Linked DNA regions of Mus musculus: region 1 is linked to region 2. A link is a contact called in public Hi-C data. All regions are on one chromosome and are shown on one strand. Each heading gives the region's core, a stretch centred on a gene start, on an enhancer-like site or on the middle of the called end of the contact. The rest is flanking DNA. Distances are from core to core; before and after follow the strand shown. Region 1 holds the start of Cyp2w1 (cytochrome P450, family 2, subfamily w, polypeptide 1). Region 2 overlaps Dnaaf5 (dynein, axonemal assembly factor 5).

Evidence for each region. A called contact is a pair of places that touch in the nucleus more often than the background predicts.
Region 1: a Hi-C map of pro-B cells shows a contact between it and region 2, with 5 times the contacts expected there. The contact joins the promoter of Cyp2w1 here to the enhancer-like site in region 2. A contact is called at or near these places in 3 of 39 promoter capture datasets (the C10 cell line and stem cell-derived epiblast-like cells), 1 of 15 datasets of contacts at CTCF or cohesin (large pre-B cells), 9 of 484 Hi-C or Micro-C datasets (B cells, the Ba/F3 cell line, the G1E-ER4 cell line and 4 more), 3 of 115 datasets of contacts at active chromatin or transcription factors (bone marrow-derived dendritic cells, bone marrow-derived macrophages and embryonic stem cells) and 1 of 9 other capture datasets (liver).

The regions. Positions count from the first base shown.
Region 1 is chr5:139,351,328-139,354,390 of GRCm38.p6, reverse strand. It overlaps Cyp2w1 (cytochrome P450, family 2, subfamily w, polypeptide 1), which reads right to left and starts at 1,775. Exons shown (of 9, transcript NM_001160265.2): 1 at 1,562-1,775; 2 at 389-551; 3 at 2-151. The coding sequence starts at 1,744.
Region 2 is chr5:139,173,394-139,176,438 of GRCm38.p6, reverse strand. Dnaaf5 (dynein, axonemal assembly factor 5) reads right to left here. Exons shown (of 13, transcript NM_001081265.2): 9 at 2,166-2,313. Among named protein-coding and RNA genes, the nearest start is that of Dnaaf5, 25 kb to the right of the region's middle. Within about 2 kb of position 1,253, at least 89 of the 459 cell types and tissues checked have an H3K27ac peak or open chromatin away from gene starts, as enhancers often do. A contact at or near this core is called in the N1E-115 cell line and pro-B cells, where this site is marked.

The DNA of each region.
Region 1 (3,063 bases), core at 526-3,025, 180 kb before region 2:
CCTCCATAGCTATCCAGCTGTCCTTTAAGACAGGCCAGCTCCTGCAGCACCTTGCCCACCATGGATGGCTGTTGCACACCCAGGCTCTGCAGTGTGCGCACCGTGAATTGGCGACCCGCCCTCCAGCGAGCTCCAGAAGAAAAGAAAATGCCTGTCAGGTAGACATGAGCCATGAGTGCCAGCCACGCCCCATCTGATGATGCATGCAGGGAACAGGGGGCCCACTCGGGGTGGGGGGGCAGGCTCAACTCCATGCCCCTCCCATTCGGAGGTTACCCTGGGTCATACTTCTCCTGTCTTGCAATAGGCTGATCCTGTCTCTCCCTAGTACCAATCCAAGAGGCCTAGTCTCCCCCCCATCTGGCAAGGAACCCCAATGCCCACCTACCCCCACCTCGCTGGATGTGCTGGAAGATGGGAATTGGGGGCCGGTCGGCTAGCTCATGCCCGGTTCCAACCAAGGCCTCCCTCACCACCTCATAGCCCGACAGCACCACGGTCTTCTGAGATCCCAGATGGATTGTGAACATGGGCCCGTAGCGTTCTGAGAGCTGGTGGGGACAGACAGGTGTCAGACAGGCAGCCTCCACCCACCCTCTAAGAGTTACATACAGCCGTACTGTATGTAGGCTGGAAGCTTAAGAGCTGGAGAGAACCCCAAGAGCCCCTCCAGTCTCCCCAGGAGGGGGCGCTGTTCAAATGTTCAAACTTCCATCACCCCACTTCAAAGAGAAACCGTTGAAAAAAAATGAGAAAGCTAGAGTGGAATTTGTGGGTCTCACCCAGAGCCATGGCTGGATCTGCCTGATCTCTGCTCCTCAGACTGGGCCCCGAGGTAGGGCCTGAGCCTCTGAACCTAGTGCCGGCAGCCACGTCGGAGTCTAGCCTGACCCACCCTAGGAAAGGTGTGGCAGAGCCACTTCAAGCTAGCTCTGCAGTTGTGTGGACTTCTCTGCAAACAAGAGTCCCCAGACAAAATTCAAGGACCTCCACCCTACTGAGCCAGTTAACCCTGGCCAGTGGCGGTGCAGCCAGCTTACCTTCATGTCTGAGTTCTAGGGAGAAGCCGTACCTAGCTAATACCCTACCCAGACAAGGGCACTGCTGCCCTGCCACATTTCCAACACTTCTAGACACACCTGCCAGTCTCTTCCTCATTGTTCCAGAGCCCACCCTGCTCACCAATCCTGAGCCCTGACCCTTGGCTGCTGTCCTGTCCCATCTATCTATCTATCTATCTATCTATCTATCTATCTATCTACCTACCTACCTACCTACCTACCTACGTATCTATCTATCTATCTATCTATCTATCTATCTATCTATCTATCTATCTATCTATCTATCTTTTATTTGCAATTCTGGGATAGAACCAGGCTCTTGTGAATGCTAAGCAAACACACTACAATGAGCTATCTCCCTAGCCTAGGCCACTCTTGCTTCCAACATCTGCTCTCTGGGACAAGCCTCTGGCATCCTGAATCCCCCCTGGCTTCCCTTGTCAGTGCTGGGACACAGACACCATGTGAGCTGTGAGATGAAATAGGGTCGCCCACCCTACCTCCATCAGTGCCCGGTCTTGTTGGGTCACACCCAGCAAATGCAGGTTCCCCAGGAACGGCAGAGGGCGAGGCCCAGGGGGCCACCGAGGAGCCAGGGAGGGGCTCCGGGTGCAGCCCTGGAGCAGTCCCCACAGCCCCAGAAGTAGCAAGATCCCCCAGACACCCAGGAGCAGCAGAGCCATGTGAACAGCTGGATGGCAAATCCTCAGCTCTCCAGGGGCCCAGTGAGCCCTCTGCCTTATAGCCATCCTCCCCAGGGCGTGCCGGCACCCCACCCACCCCACCACCCCGAGAATGTGGAATGAGCAGTTTGCAGGAGACAGCCCAACAGGAGGCTTAAAGCTACAGGTTATGTGGAATGTGGGGTCTCCTCTGTGGCAGGGGGCCTGGGTTGGGGGCTGAAAGGACCTCTGTCGGCAGTACAGAGCCAAGACGTTTTGGTCACAGGTTATCCAAGCCTGGGCCAGGCGAGGTCAGGCTTCCAAGATACCTACATCCATCCCTCCATGTCTCCTCAGGTTCCAGTGTCACAGTCAGAGCCATGTCTATTCTGTCCCCCACTTTGGGAACCAATAGTTCTCCGTGGCCTCCCGTCAAAGTAGAACTTACGGGACTCTGAGACTAGACCCTCATCCTGAAAGAAAGGATGAGGGTCCCCTGTGTCCTCAGGACCCTAGTGCCCAGCAGGTACACTGAATGCCCTGTGCAGCCATCAAGGACCTCTCTCACCACAAGGACCTCAAAGCTCATAGCCTTCAGAAGCAGTGAGTGTCTGCTGAAGCTGAGGGAGCTCTCACCCCAGCAGCCTGGAGTAAGGGGCACAACCACCCAGACACTGAGGGGCCATCCCATTTAGGAGACCGTGAACAGACCCAGCAGGTGGCTGGGTTTACAGCCCTAGCTGTCTGGGCTCTAATCCTGTCTCTTAAACCCTGGAGGCCTCACTGGGGAGGAGGTGCCTCTGTGAGAAAGGGCTCTGCGGGCGGGTGGCTCTTGGCACCAGAAGTAGCTGGGTTGCTTCCCCGCAGCCTGCCTCAACATGAGGCACCTGGAGTCCTACCCCCCAAGCAGGGCCCCTCACCACGGGGCCTATTCCCTGGGGTGTTATCCACGCCCTGCACAAATGCTGAGCTGAGGAAGGCGCAGAAGCCATCCGCAGTCCTTACAGCCAGGTCTTGTCTGTGGAGAGAAGCCCAGCCTAGACTGCATTCACCCTAGCACCTCTCTTCCCTGCAACAGCGTGAGCCTGGGCTGCGACAGCTCCCTGTCGCTACTGTGGATGTCTGGGTCATGTTTCAACCAACTGCCACCAAGGCCACTTACAGAATATCCAAGCTAGGGCCCCTACCCAGACAGGAAAATCTACATAATCGCTGCAAGAAATCCTTATTGAGCAGTTGCTATGTGCCAGACTTGGCCAGGAGCGAGGGCTATGGAAATCAGAGGCAGAGGGACCAACAGGACTCTGATGTCACAATCCCAGGGGAGGATTGGTGTGGCT
Region 2 (3,045 bases), core at 4-2,503:
GCACTCGTGTACTACACGTCCACAGTGCACACACGGAAGTCAGAGGACAACTTGCAGGAGTTGGTTTCCTTCTACCATGTGGGCCCTGAGGCCTGAACTCAGGTAGTCAGGTCTGGAAGCAAATGCCTTTACTCACTGGGCTCCAGTCCAGAATTTACACCAAATTTTACTTCAAGGCTACCACAAGCACTGAAGCAAAGGCCCCCTGCAAAGGCAGTGGCTTCGGTAGAGCTTTCTGTAGTCCCCTCCAACTCTCTCACAGGCATCTCCATAGCTCAGGCAAGAGTGCAAGGAAGGGGTGGGGAGTGGGAGTCTCCGGTTGTGTGGTAGGTGGATGTGGTGGTGCTACCACTCTGGCTTGCTGAGAGAGCCTTCTCTAAGAATCCTGACTCCCTGCCAGAGATGACATCCTTAGACTGAGTCTTGACTGGACAACCAACCTTTCATTCTACCATTCTGTGATTATAAATCAAAACCAAATAATATTTTGTACTGACTAGTTTTATGTTAACTTGACACAAACTAGACTCAGCTGAGAGACTAATTCTAAGGGGACCACGACTGAAAAACTGCCTCTCTAAGATCTAGCTGTAGGCAAGCCTGCAGGGCATTTTCTTAATTAGTGGTTGAGATGGGAGGAACCTGCCCATTGTGGGTGGTGCTACCACAGGGCTCCTGTGCTATAAAACAGCAGGCAGAGCAAGCCAATAAGTAGTTAGTAGGCAGCCCTCTTCAGTGGCATCTACATTAGCTCCAGCTTTCTGTCCTGACTTCTCTCAGTGGACCGTGTACAAGTGAAATAAACTCCTTAAATCTCTTTTGATTATGGTGTTCCGTCATGGCAATAGAACACTAAGACAATGCTATTTTCAAACTGTCCCTACCCAAACAGTAGCAATCTCTCACTCAGTAAGTCATCTGCATAATTGGATTCTCTAGACTGACCTGATCCCTGGAGAGGTCTGAAGTGTGTCACTGGGAACCTGGCCCAAACCTGGCAGCTGTGTTTGTGGGTCAGGGGTGGCAGTGTTCCTCAGCATACTGGGTGTGTAGAAAAGGCTACAGTCTGGTGGCAGCTCAGCCATTCTCTCACTCCACTCCTGTGTACACGCCTGCCCGAAGGCCTGTTGCCAAGACGCTCATTAATACCTTTTTATGGTCCCTTTTCAGCCCTGAGGTTTTTTAGATCGCAGGAAACAGAATTTCCTGCAGCGTGTGAGAGGCTGGCAGTCAGCCCCACATTAAGAGTGCACTCGAAGGAGAAAGGTTAGAATGAGAAACTCATAGGGAACTTTATAGTTTGCTTACCACACTTCACAGTGACAGGTTTTTTGATTTTGGGGGTGGGGGATGGGGTGAGGTGGGGGGAGGTGGCATCCCAGGAGCTCGCACAGGGCTTAAGTTCTCAGGTCTCCATCTGCAAGACCCAGGATGCCAAGGGTCAGGATTGGAAGGTCCCAGAGTGATTTGAATCTTAGTCTGTTCAATGAACCAAGGAGAGGGAGGGGTGTGTGTGTGTGTGTGTGTGTGTGTGTGTGTGTGTGTGTGCGTGTCTCCTCGCTCTACCCTCCTCTCCAGGATGAGCTGCTGTGTGTGTGTGTGTGTGTGTGTGTCCTCGCTCTACCCTCCTCTCCAGGATGAGCTGCTGTGTGTGTGTGTGTGTGTGTGTGTGTGTGTCTTGGCTTGCTTCCCTCCTCCCCTGAGAGCCTGTTCTTTCCTAAGCTCTTTGTTCCACTTTCCCTTTACTTCAAAGCCATAAAATCTGAGGCTCTTAGGTTGCAGAGCTGCCCCTGAGCTTTTCTGAGATAACAGACTACCCTTAAGCCTTCACCATCAATGCTAATTTAGTCAGGTCTGTTAGGTCTGAAAGGTGCCAAAAGCCTTTTAAAACAGAACAGCCGAAACAGAAGCCATTAATAGTTAATGCGCCCTAAAACTTTCTCACTCGATGGAATTTTAATGACTCCTCTAAAGTGACTTTGATTTACTGTCTGTGTCTCTGTGGTATACTCACCAAGATCACTGTTTACCTAGTGGGGTGGATTCTAGAGATACAGACCACCAAGAAGCCCGGACTTTAGACCTTGGGGGCCCTGCCCAGGGGGTCGTGGGAAGACCCATCCAACACATACGTGGGCTGTACACAGACCTGAGGGTCGACCTACCCCTGAGAATCGACAGTGTCCTTAGGCCTCAGCAGCATCATGGACAGGATAGAGAAGAGCTTCAGGCGCATGTGTGGGTCTGTGGAGGGCTGGAGACAGGCCCTGAGGGTGGGGATCACATGCTGCAGCGCTTCTCCCACAGCCGGGCCTAGGAAAGAGAACAGGGGCTGCAGCAGGCCACCGATGGCTTCCCAGGCCTCACTGCTGGGGTAGGAGCCCTGCAAGCCACAGGCCATGGCTCGCCTTCCTGACATGCTGCTCTCCCAACTGCTGAGGACACTAACAAACTCCAGCATCGCCCTCCCTATGTGACCAAGACACAAATCCAGCTTCTCTTTACAACTTCTAAATTATTCTAAATTATTTTTTTTTGAAAGATACCCCAGAAGGTGTCAGACCCCATTACAGATGGTTGTGAGCCACCATGTGGTTGCTGGGAATTGAACTCAGGACCTTCAGAAGAGCAGTCAGTGCTCTTAACCGCTGAGCCATCTCTCCAGCCCCCTAAATTCTTTCTTTCTTTCTTTCTTTTTTTTTTTTTTTTTTTTTTTTTGGTTTTTTCGAGACAGGGTTTCTCTGTATAGTCCTGGCTGTCCTGGAACTCACTTTGTAGGCCAGGCTGGCCTTGAACTCAGAAATCCGCCTGCCTCTGCCTCCAAATTGCTGGGATTAAAGGCGTGCGCCACCACGCCCGGCCTAAATTCTTCCTTAAATTATTATTATTAATTTTTTTTACTTCAGGAAGCTAGAGAGAGAACTCAGAGATTACACTGGCTGCTCTTCCAGAGGTCCTGAGTTCAATTCCCAGCACCCACATGGTGGCTCACTCTGATGTCCTCTTCTGGCCTGCAGGCATACACGCAGGCAGAACACTATACGT